Linked DNA regions of Mus musculus: all the other regions are linked to region 2. The links are chromatin contacts, called in public promoter capture Hi-C maps. All regions are on one chromosome and are shown on one strand. The core of a region is the stretch at or near the end of the contact, and the rest is flanking DNA. Distances in the headings are between cores, read along the strand shown.

Evidence for each region. Promoter capture Hi-C pulls out the DNA fragments that hold promoters and counts their contacts. Capture Hi-C pulls out chosen DNA fragments and counts their contacts.
Region 1: a promoter capture Hi-C map of liver shows a contact between it and region 2, with 4 times the contacts expected there. The contact joins the promoter of Pmf1 here to the promoter of Rps27 in region 2. A contact is called at or near these places in 1 of 39 promoter capture datasets (liver) and 1 of 9 other capture datasets (liver).
Region 3: a promoter capture Hi-C map of adipose tissue shows a contact between it and region 2. The contact joins the promoter of Hcn3 here to the promoter of Rps27 in region 2. A contact is called at or near these places in 1 of 39 promoter capture datasets (pre-B cells) and 1 of 9 other capture datasets (adipose tissue).

What each region holds. Positions count from the first base shown.
Region 1 is chr3:88,408,679-88,412,400 of GRCm38.p6, forward strand. It overlaps Pmf1 (polyamine-modulated factor 1), which reads right to left and starts at 1,719. Exons shown (of 5, transcript NM_025928.4): 1 at 1,478-1,719. The coding sequence starts at 1,629. It overlaps Slc25a44 (solute carrier family 25, member 44), which reads right to left. Exons shown (of 4, transcript NM_178696.5): 4 at 1,816-3,722.
Region 2 is chr3:90,211,911-90,215,769 of GRCm38.p6, forward strand. Rps27 (ribosomal protein S27) reads right to left here and starts at 1,738. Exons shown (of 4, transcript NM_027015.4): 1 at 1,700-1,738; 2 at 1,283-1,391; 3 at 1,024-1,134; 4 at 757-843. The coding sequence starts at 1,705. The coding sequence ends at 815. It overlaps Nup210l (nucleoporin 210-like), which reads left to right. Exons shown (of 40, transcript NM_029937.2): 40 at 7-241. The coding sequence ends at 107. It also overlaps a transcript of Rab13 not described here.
Region 3 is chr3:89,158,856-89,162,651 of GRCm38.p6, forward strand. It overlaps Hcn3 (hyperpolarization-activated, cyclic nucleotide-gated K+ 3), which reads right to left and starts at 1,302. Exons shown (of 8, transcript NM_008227.1): 1 at 930-1,302. The coding sequence starts at 1,204.

The sequences.
Region 1 (3,722 bases), core at 469-2,968, 1.8 Mb before region 2:
TGAGGCACAATTGATGTTCGCTCTTTCCTTGGGCTTAACATAACTATATAAATCACACCCTGCCTAGAGCATCCCAGGCCATAGCACTGGATCAGGATATGGTAAGACCTTAGCCCCTCAGCCTCATGGGACCCACTCCTCTGTAACAAGCTGCTGGCTGCACTGTGTCCTGGTGGGAGACCTGGCTTCTCTCTGAATAGTACTAACTGGCCTTTACCCTGGGCTCCACTAATACCACCAACCCAGTCTCTTCTGGCAGGTTCAAATGTCACAAGACACAGAAAAGGAATCCCTTGCTTGCTGCAGCTAAAGAGAAAGACTGTTTCAGAAGGTCCAGGAGACTGCCAGGACCAAAAAAAAAAAGATTTCGCTTTTGGAGAGACAAGGCAGGGGAGTGCAGATAGCAGGGCCATGTGCGACTGCATCTTTATATTGTGAAACCTAAGATTGGCACTTCTGGCAGTTGGGCCTTAGCCAGGCCAACGAAAAGGACAGCAGGGCAAGAATTTGAGGTCCACCTGAAGCCAGCATGTCCAGTCTTCCTCTAGTCACTGTGGAAGTCACTAGAGCTCTGCTGGCTGGAGCGGGAAGGCATGGGAGGTGGCGAGCACTGAGCCTATAGTCTTTTTTTTTTGAGACAAGGTTTCTCTGTAGCCCTGGCTGTCCTGGAACTCACTCTGTAGACCAGGCTGGCCTCAAATTCAGAAATCCGCCTGCCTCTCCCTCCCAAGTGCTGGGGTTAAAGGCTTGCGCCACCACTGCCCGGCTAACATTCCTTTTTTTAAAATGTTAATTTGATTCGGTCATGTTTATGTCTAGGTATTTTGCCTGCACGTATGTATTTGCACCATGTACATGCTTAATGCCCACCAGAATAGTGTCAGATCCCCTGGAAGTGGAGTTACAAGTGGGTGTGAACCACCATGTAGGTGCGCTGCAAGATCTGCAAGATCAACGAGTGCTCTTACCACTGAGCCCAGGACATTCCTGGTTATGAGGCCTGGCACACCAGCCTGTAAGGACAGCCACTCATTTCTGAGTTCGAGACCAGCTTGGTCTACAGAGTGAGTTCCAGGACAGCCAGGGCTACAGAGAAATCCTTTCTCAAAAAAAAAAAAAAAAAAAGACTGCAAGCTCAGTGCTTGCCACCTCCCGCGCGCTCCAGCCAGCAGAGCTCTGCGCTCATCTGGCGCCCTGGCGCGTTAGGTCTACGTAAGCAGATGACCTCTGGGGAAGGACGTCGGCTGCCCTAAGGCTGCCGCGGGCCCCAGGCTGCTGCCTTGCGGGACGGTGGAGAAGACAGCAACTGCAATCCGACCTTCCCTCTACTCCTCCGCAAACCGCGGCGAGAGGTTTCAGGGGAGCAGCCCTGCTCCACCGCGGCGGGTCGCCCACGTGACTGCGCCAAGCGTATCTCGCGGGACTTACGATCCTGCGACAGACCTCCCGCCACCTCTCCCCATTGGTCGCCACCTACCTCCTGTCGGCGACTAGCTTCTGGAGGAAAGTGTCTACTATGGCGTCCAGGAGTTTCACCCTGGGGATGGTCGCGTCCCCTGGCACAGCTTCCGGAGAGGAGCCCTCAGGCCCCCTTTCCGCAGCCTCGCTATCTCGGCTCACCTCAGCCATGTTGAAATTGAACCGCCAAAATAAACTGGCCCTGCAGCTCCTCCCAACAGGACCTCCGATTGGAGGCCGCGGAATGCCCGTCACGGAGCCGGATGGGGCGGGGCAGTGGCCGAGGACGAGGAATTAGTTCTCAGCTCCGGGGGGAGGGAGGGGGGGAAGGGCAGAAAACAAAACCCAAAAGCCAGAGTTTAGGGGCTCAATAAAAACTTTTAATTACATTTCAAAGATCTCATACAGTGCAACAGTGAATATTCGCAGCTAATCTCCTCGAGTCCATTTCTAGCTAATGCTGAATGTGCATTCTTTCCCATGTGCCTCTATCCAGCCCTCCTGTCTTGCCGAGTTTCTAATTTGTGTGTTGACCAATGGGTCAACATTTCTAGCTGTTTTGGTCTCCAGTTTTGGAAAAATGGCCGCCCACTGGCTCATCTTCACCAAGGCCAATCCCAGACCCTGACCTTGGGAGAGTAGGAGTTCCGACACGGGGGTGCCTTTTACCTTTATATCCAAGGTCCTTTCAAACACAAGGGGAAAGAAGGAAAGGGAGATAGGACAAGAAAGGGAGAGGCTTAAACACCGGACAAGAAAAGTCGGGAAGGAGTAACCTAAGGTATGAAAGGTGGGAGGAACCTATGTCCACACTCTGCCCCGTTAGGAAAGACCAAAGAGCAGAGCTGTCCAATCACAAAGGTCTTGATAGTGAAAGCCTGAGAGGGGCCCTTGCTCCACTGTATTGATAGGTCTTAAGGTAGAGGTGAGGAGCGAAAGGATTTAAAATGATCTGTGGGCTTCACCCTTCAGATGACTATGGGCAAGATTGAAGGGCTCTCTCAATAAAGTGCAGGAAGTGGGGCCTGGCGGCGTCCTGTAAACCTGGAACTTAGGAGGTGGAGGAAGATGAAGAGTTCTAGGCTACCCTCTGCTACATAATGAATTCAAACCCAGCCTGGGATATATGAGACCCTGTCTCAAAAAACAAACCAAAATGCTGAGACATTAGTAGAGGGCTCAGAAGGAAACAAATACAGACTACAGCGAGTAGTAGGAGGTGTGTGTGTGGAGACTGGGTCAAGTCAGGATGGAAGAATGTGGAGCAGCCGTGAGAAACATGAAGGCTTCAGTTAGCACCTTCCAATTTGGCACCATGGCATTTCCCAAGCATCTCCCAGGCTGAAGAGCAAGATCTGCCTGCTTTCTTCCCTCCCATTCCTGGATGTGCCTCTCTGCCACCAACACAGGCTCAGTAGAGGCAGGGAAGAGGGACGCTCCTGAGGAAAGCATCAATGGTTTTGGCAGTAAGAGGCTGGTAACCAGGTGGACCTGGCCTTGGGTGCCTTCCTGACTGTATTTTTTTTTTTTTTCTGTTGCCAGCACAGGGTACCATGACTGGGATGATACTTCACAACCAAGGACAAGAAAAAAAAGGATAGTTCATATTCCAGAGTCCCACTGTGAGACACCTGTTGCTATTCATCTGGGTGGCAGGTGTGCCTGTGGCACTGCTGCCTCGGGCTCAGAACCTCCGTTGTACCTCCAGGGCTTGGCTCAGCTGGCCTGAGGAGATAAGAGTGAGGAACACACATCCAAGCCAGTGGCTCTTTCCCAACCTGGCTTCAGGGCAAAGTTCCAAGGACAGTGTTCTCTAGTAAGTCTGACCCACTTATAACTATGCCCCTCTACTGTAGTCACCTGGGCCAATGAAGGCCAGCAGCTCATGCGGTTCCCGGGCCTGAGGGACAGGGAAGGGGGATAAAGAATTGGGATCTGTGTCACAGTTTTCCACTTCTCCAAGGAGTGGGGTCTGACAGCAGACTGAGCTATGAGGGTGAGTTGGCTCATTCACAGATGTTCAGCTACACATAGGAAGCCTTAGCATTCCTCCCTCCTAGTAACTCCCCTAGAAGATGAACGCCCTGCAGAGTGTGTGCTGCTCCGATTTGTCCCCCCAAAGGCAGGACAAAGCAGTGAACAACTCAGGTCCCAAATTTAAAATAAGCAGGCATAAAAAAATAAATAGACCCCAGGCAGCTACTCAGAGCCTTGGCCTGAGGCTCGAGAAGAAGCAGGGGACAAGCAAACGAGGAGCAGCTCTT
Region 2 (3,859 bases), core at 488-2,987:
TCCTAGGTTCTTACACGGCCACATGTTCCCCCCCTCACTTCCTGAGCTCACGGCCACCACTAGTGCAGAGTCGGCTACAACACTGGTTATGGAGTATAAAACACTAACCTAGTAGTCAGCGTCCCTCTAACTGTAGAGGACTGGAGATGCCTAATCCTGCACAAGTTTAGTAGCTAACTACAAAACTAAACCTCCAGATCAAGTTTGTAGTAAGTATAAATAAAAGCTCCTAGGTGGTTAAGTCACGTGTGTAAAGATTACATTTCTGAGGCTGGATTCCCGAAGCCCTCGGTGTCTGTCTGTTCCTAGCACCACAAAAACCGCAACAGCAGTACACACCTACAATGCCATCACTTGACAGGTATCCTGTCACATACACTTGAAGCTACCTAAGGCCATCTCAACAACACACAGAAAAACAGTAACCCTCTGCTTCTCAGGCACTGGGATTAAAGCAGCCTGGGTACCATTATCCCTAAATAAAGACAGTCCCCACTGTCACACACCTTTGTATGACACAATGTTTCCAATAACCATTGCTAAAAGTTACTACCAAAAAGACATAGAAGAGTAAGCCCAATTATACACTATCACCAGTTTTAAACCATGGTCTAAGATTTATACAGTGAATCTAGATAAAAATGCCCCCAATGGACTCTAGGTGTTTGGCCACTTACTTGACCCCAAAGGGACCACTCTTCTGTTTGCCCTGGGATATGTGAGGCACCACTTGCTACCAGTTAAACAAGACAAACATTATATATCCAAAACGTGTTTATTGGGAAGGTTCCCACTCATCTTCAATCAGGGGCTTTCAGTGCTGCTTCCTCCTGAAGGAGCATCCTGGAAGAAAAAGATGCAAACGTTACTTCTGCCTGCCACTGACCCTGCCTCATCTGCAGAGTGCTAAACCTTCCTAACAGGAGTGCAGCTGGCTTTACCAGCCGGAAGCCTTGCATTCTACTCAGCCTTTCACCTTAGGACCCCAAAGCCAAACAAAACCCCAACACTGAGACCACTCACCTTCTGTCAGCCTTGCTTTTCCACCTGTAGGCTGACAGAGGACAGTGGAGCAGCCAACACACAAGACTACCGTTTGTGCATGGCTAAAGACCGTGGTGATTTTATAGCATCCTGGGAAGAAAAAAAAAGAGAAGAAAAATGTTAACTTCTTTTATTCCTCTCCAAGTTACCACTTCTGAACTCGTAATAAAATCAAAAATTAAGTTACAACCATTAGTACAGTTTAGTTTTCCCGCACAGCTGAAAACCACTTCCTTACCTGGGCATTTCACGTCCATAAAGTAGGAATTGGGGCTCTGCACCAGGCGCTTTTTCTTGTGTTTCCTCTTCTCCTCTTCTGGAGAGGGATGAAGGAGATCCTTTGCGAGCTAAAAGGGGCAGAAATGCAAAGACTTAGAAGGTAATGGAGGAAAGAGATGATGGGAAAGAGCCCCCACTGGCACACACCGAGGAGAACTCGCCCCTCGCCGCCCCTGGTGTCTGCGTAGCTGGGCCGCCATCTTATCTCCTCTCCGCTCCCGTCTACGCGGCTGACCCGTGGGCCGCCGCGGCTCTGGTTACTGTCCTAAGAGACGCAGAGCGCACATGTGGACCCTGTAGGACCCGCAATTAGCGCAAGAGGACCGTGCGGACCCAAGAGCGAGTTCTCTGTCGAAACCTGGACCAAGGAACTCACAGGCATGTTCTCGTAGGGAGGTCGTCACCGCCGGAAAGGAGCGAAAGCGGAAATCCTGTTCCTTATATCTGATATGGGACAGGAAGTGACGAGCCGTGTTGCTTCGCCATCTTCGGAAGGTCTTCTACTCTGTTCGAATGCAACGGAATGCCCGTTGACTGCCATTTGTAGAAGGTCCGTAAAGGCTCCTCGCGTCGCGGGCGCGTAGCCATGGTGAGAGAGTTAGCTTCTATTTTGAGTTCAGAATTTAGCTGCTGTGGCGAGAAAAATGGATACTTTTTTCTCACGTAGTTTCCGACTACGCTTTGACAGCTGGAGTGTGATGGGAACATCACAGGTGAACACCAGCGAGAAGCTTTTATCCATGACATTTTTAGTTATTGATAGTCTTTACCATTTTCCAGTTGGTTTGATTTACGCTGATTAATAATTCTAGACGTAAATAGGTTTTTTTTTTTAAAAAATGAGATACCTGCTTGAAGCTGGGGGTGTACTACGCTGGTAGGTAGAGTGCGTGCTAAGAATGTGCAAAGCGTAAACTGGGCAGGGCGCAGTGGTGCTGTCAGTGGCTCAAGGCTGGAATCTCAGAACTTCAGAGGATGAAGCGGGAGGACGAGGAGTTCAAAATCATTCTAGGCACTGGGCTTCCTAGCAAGTTTGAGGTCTGAGTGGACTACAGGAGACCCTGTCTGAAAAAACAACAAAATCAAATCCTGTTCATATTTGCTCCACTGCAGCTAACCCTATTGTTTACCTTTATTGTTTTGTTGTTGCTGCTGTTTTCCAGTGCTAAAGATAGAGCCCGACTTTGTATTCTTACAATTCTTTACCTTTGAGGAATAAAATCAAATATCCTTACACCACTTGACACGTGCATTGCTTTTAAAGTGCTAATTAAAGGCCAGACGAGGTTGGTCACACCTTTATCACTGCATTCTGGCAAAGCATGGAAGAGACTGAGTTCTGGCCAGCCTGATCTAGCAAGTTGTAGGACAGCCAGAACTACAAGAGATGTCTCTAAAAACCAAATCAAAACAAAAAGTATGTTATTTAACTATGGAGCTGCTGTAACCATTACCACATTGTACAAATTTGTGTGTTTGCTGCTCAACACAGAGGCAGGTGGATCTCTGAATTCAAGTGTCTATAAATAAAATAATAAATAAATAGTCCATGCTTAAATGAATGCATGTTGATTTTGGATTTTGGCAATATACATGGCAGAGATATCTTGGGAAATAGATTCTAGGTTTAAAAATGAAATTCATGGCCAGGTGTGGTGGTGCACGCCTTTAATCCCAGCACCTGGGAGGCAGAGGCAGGCGGATTTCTGAGTTCAAGACCAGCCTGGTCTACAAAGCGAGTTCCGGGACAGCCAGGGCTACACAGAGAAACCCTGTCTCAAAAAAAAAAAAAAAAAAAAAAAAAGAAAGAAAGAAATTCATTCCTTTTCCTAGACTGAAAATAATTTCTTATAATACTTGTACATCTGCAATTTATCATGTGAGCAGAAGTATGAAAATGCAGGGGATGAGGGGGGAGGCAGGGACAGGGTTTCTCTGTGTAGCCTTGGCTGTCCTGGAGCTCACTCTGTAGACCAGTCTGGCCTTGAAATCAGAGATCCGCCTGCCTCTGCCTCCCGAGTGCTGACTCTAGTATGCCTGTACCACCAAGCTTTTTTGTTTGTTTTGAAGAAAGGGTCTTGGCCTCTGGCAGTAGTGGTGCACTCCTTTAATCCCATAACTTAGGAGGCAAGGCAGATCGGTGAATTTGAAGCCTCCCTGGTCTACAGAGAGAATTCCAGGACAGGCAGTCATCTACCCTAGTGGTTCTCAATCTTCCTTTTGCTTTAATACAGTTCCTCCATATTGTGGTTGCCCCAACCATAAAATTATTTCTGTTGCTACTTCATAACTGTAATTTTATTACTGTTGTAAATTGTAAGAATCCGTGTTTTCCAATGGTCTTCCATGACCCCTGTAAAAGGTCATTTGACGCCCCACAGGTGGTCACGAAAACCTCTACAGTAGGTACACTGAGCTTCATCCTGAGCTCTTAGTCGTTTGTTTTCCTTATGTCCTGAGTATTCAATTCAGGGCATTAGGCTTGGTGGCAAATGCCTTTTTACACTCACTGAGCCATGCTACCAACTTCTCCCTG
Region 3 (3,796 bases), core at 52-2,551, 1.1 Mb before region 2:
AAGCCCAGCGGGTGATGTGGTAGAGGACTGCGAAGCAACACAACTCTGAGGGGGATATGGCTTCTGGGGATATGTCTGAGGGTGAACTGGGGGAGGGGAGGGGATCTGCTGGAGAACAGATAGGCAGGTGAGAGCGAAAGAATAAAGAGGACTGGAAAGAACAACGCAGAATAGGGGACTATTTACAGGGAGTGAATGTTTGAGAATGGAAGATACTGTCTGGGCCTCCGATTGTGTTTCCAAGCTCCAGAGACACACCTCATTTCTTCAACTGAAAGCTGTCCTTCACTGTCCCCAAGGGCAGGGCTGATTTTCTCCCCTAGCGACCTTGATGTAGACGTACAGCCTGAAGGGGACAGTGAAATGGCTACATCCCAGTTCTCTGTCCCTTTTCTCTCCGGGAAACACCTGGGCGGTGGCTGAGCCCCTGCTTTCCTTCCCAATCTTTCTGAGTACCCGCCCCGCCCAGCCGCATTCCGCCTTCAGCACCACGGACAGCAAACAGAGCTGTGGACCCGACTGACCCCTGTTCTTCTCCAGCGTTCCCAGCGTCCCTGATCTGTTCTACTGAACTGGGCAAGTGCTCGGTGTGTGGTTAAAGCGTGGTAGAGAGTGGAACTAGGCTTCTTCCTCAGGTCTCCAAGCTTTGGGGCATGATATAATTTCCCACATCCCCAGAAAACAGTACTGAAAAGAGGCAAGGTTTCCAAACTCCGATGCTCTCTGTGGTCATTGAGGTTCCTGCATTGGGTGCACTAAGTCCTCGGAGATTACCTGATGTTCGCTGTCCCTTATGCTTCCCTAACCTGACAAAACACTGAGGACCTCGGGGAAACCCGCCTAGGAATTCCCAGGCTGGGTTGGGGGAGGTGACTCCACCCGGCCGGTAGCACTGGTGTCCCTCGCTCTCCCCGTTGAGCCCCCCGTACCGGAAGTCGCTGTAGGGGTGGATGATCCAGGCCCCGGCGGACTTCACCCTCTCCTGCTCGATTTCTACTGCTTTGTGGCTGCCGAAGACCCGGAGAGAGAACTTGTTGACCGTCGGCTGCAGCAGCGTCCCGAGCTGCCGCCTCTTCGGCTCGGGCGCAGACTCCGGCACCCCACCTGAGGCCGCGCGGGCCTGGGCCGGAGCCGCAGGAGGCGTCTCGCGTGCAGGGGTCGCCGCTTCGCCGGCCCCCGCCGCCGGCCGCGCCTCCTCCTCCATGATTGCCCTCACTCGTAGGGCCTCCCCAACCGGTCCAGGGCCATGGCGGGCGCGCAAGTCTCTGGGAGAGCAGCCCAGGCAGGGGAGCTCCGACCCGCGTGCGCCCGGGGCACAGGGGGCGTGTGCAGGCGACAGACGTGCGAGAGCTGCGCCCCCTGGCGAGGGCTGCGTGAGACTGGGCGGGGCGGGGCGGGGCGGGCCGCTGGCACAACTGCTGCCCACACTTTCCCGAGAGGGCGTGGCTTAGGGGTCCTGAGGGTGGGTGGGTGCTGTGTGTGTGTGTGTGTGTGTGTGTGTGTGTGTGTGTGTCTGTCTGTCTGTCTGTCTGTCTGTCTGTCTGTGTCTGTGTGTGTGTCTGTGTGTCTGTGTGGTGGGAGTGCTCAGCTTGCTTCTGGAGGCGGGAAACTCACTAGGGCATATGCAGCCTGGGGACCTCCTGAGGGTCAGGGACAGAATGGGAATCTGTTCTGACCATGTCCTTTCTCAGCACTCTCCTAGGAGTCTTGCTATGCCAGAGATCCTCTAAACTGCTTTCTGTAGTATGTGTTTCCTAATTCATTAAGACAACCTTTAGCAAAACCATTCACTGAGTGCATGCTGAGGATGCAAAACTGAGCACAGAAATCTTAGCTAAGTCAATGGTTCATCTCCATAAACAGATCAACAACCAAGGAAATACCATACTACATGCCTTTCTGAGCTTTACGTGTAGAACAACTTTTTTGTTTTGTTTTGTTTTGTTTTGTTTTGTTTCAGACAGGGTTTCTCTGTGTAACCCTGGCTGTCCCGGAACTCACTTTGTAGACCAGGCTGGCCTCGAACTCAGAAACCCGCCTGCCTCTGCCTCCCAAGTGCTGGGACTAAAGGCATGCACCACCACCACCCAGCTTCTTTCCTCTTCTTACAGCCACTGCCTGAGATAAACCGTCATAATCTCCAACTAAATTATTTCAAGAAGTTTACATTTTGTTTTTGACATGGGCTGTAGCTCAGGCTGGTCTTGAACTTCTGATCTTCCTCTGAATTTCAAGCACTGGGATTACAAATGTGTGCCACTCTACCTGGTCTCAGAAGTTTTTAATAATTTTCAAAGTCTGCTGGACTTGGTGTTGCAGTCTTTTAATCCCAGTACTTGGAAGGCAGAAGCAAGTGGATCTCTGTGAATTTGACACCAGCCTGGGCTATATTGTAAGTGCTAAGACAACCAGGGATACATAAAGAGACTGTCTCAAAAGAAAAAAAGAAGTCTTCACCAAATTCTCCTAGACAAATTCATGTTTCAGTCTCCAAGTACACTTTCTACATCCACATGACACTGTTCAGTTTTCTTAAAGTCCTTCCAAGTGTCTCCATTTTAGAAATACATTTAAGGGCTGGAGAGATGGCTCAGTGGTTAAGAGCACTGACTGCTCTTCCAGAGGTCCTGAGTTCAATTCCCAGCAACCACATGATGGCTCACAACCATCTGTAATGAGATCTGATGCCCTCTTCTGGTTTTATATTATACATAAAATAAAAAAGAGAAAGAAAGAAAGAAAGAAAGAAAGAAAGAAAGAAAGAAAGAAAGAGAGAAAGAAAGAAAGAAAAAAGAAATACATTTAAGCTCCTTAGTGAAACTTACCAATCACTAAAAATTTGAACTTAGTCTCAGCAACTTTCAATTACTTATAAATTGTATTTGTTTACTTTATCTGTCTGAGGGGTTTGTTCCTATGTCTGTTCTATGAACCATGTGTGTGTGCCTGGTGCCTGCAGAGGTGAGAAGAGGGCACTAGAGGCCCCGGAACTGGAGTTAGAGAGAGTTATAAGCCACATGTGGTTGCTGGGACTTGAACTTGGTTCACTCTAGGAGAGCAGCCAGTGCTCTTGACCCCTGAGCTCTCTCTCCAGCCCTGAGTAATTACACAAGCTGCAGGTGATGGACTGCGTAGTTCTGCTGTTTTTGTTTTAGTTTCCCTGTTTTGTTTTGACTTTTTTTTTTTTTTTTTTTTTTTTTGGTTTTTGGTTTTTTTCAAGACAGGGTTTCTCTGTGTAGTCCTAGCTGTCCTGGAACTCACTCTGTAGACCAGGCTGGCCCCGGAACTCAGAAATTCACTTGCCTGCCTCTGCCTCCCGAGTGCTGGGATTAAAGGTGTGTGCCACCACTGCTAAAATCACACCTCCTTAATCCTAAAATTCTTGTCAATAAAATACAAAGAGATGCCGGGCGTGGTGGCCACGCCTTTAATCCCAGCACTCGGGAGGCAGAGGCAGGCGGATTTCTGAGTTCAAGGCCAGCCTGGTCTACAAAGTGAGTTCTGGGACAGCCAGGGCTATATAGAGAAACCCTGTCTCAAAAAAAAAAAAAAAGGTGTGCGCCACCAAGCCCGGCTTGTTTTGACTTTTTAAAGATTTATTTACTGTAGCTGTCTTCAGACACACCAGAAGAGGGCGTCAGATCCCATTACAGATGGTTGTGAGCCACCATGTGGTTGCTGGGAATTGAACTCAGGACTTCTGGAAGAGCAGTCAGTGCTCTTAACCACTGAGCCATCTCTCTAGCCCCCCTGGATAGATTCATCGATTCTCTCTCTCTCCTCTCTCTCTCTCTCC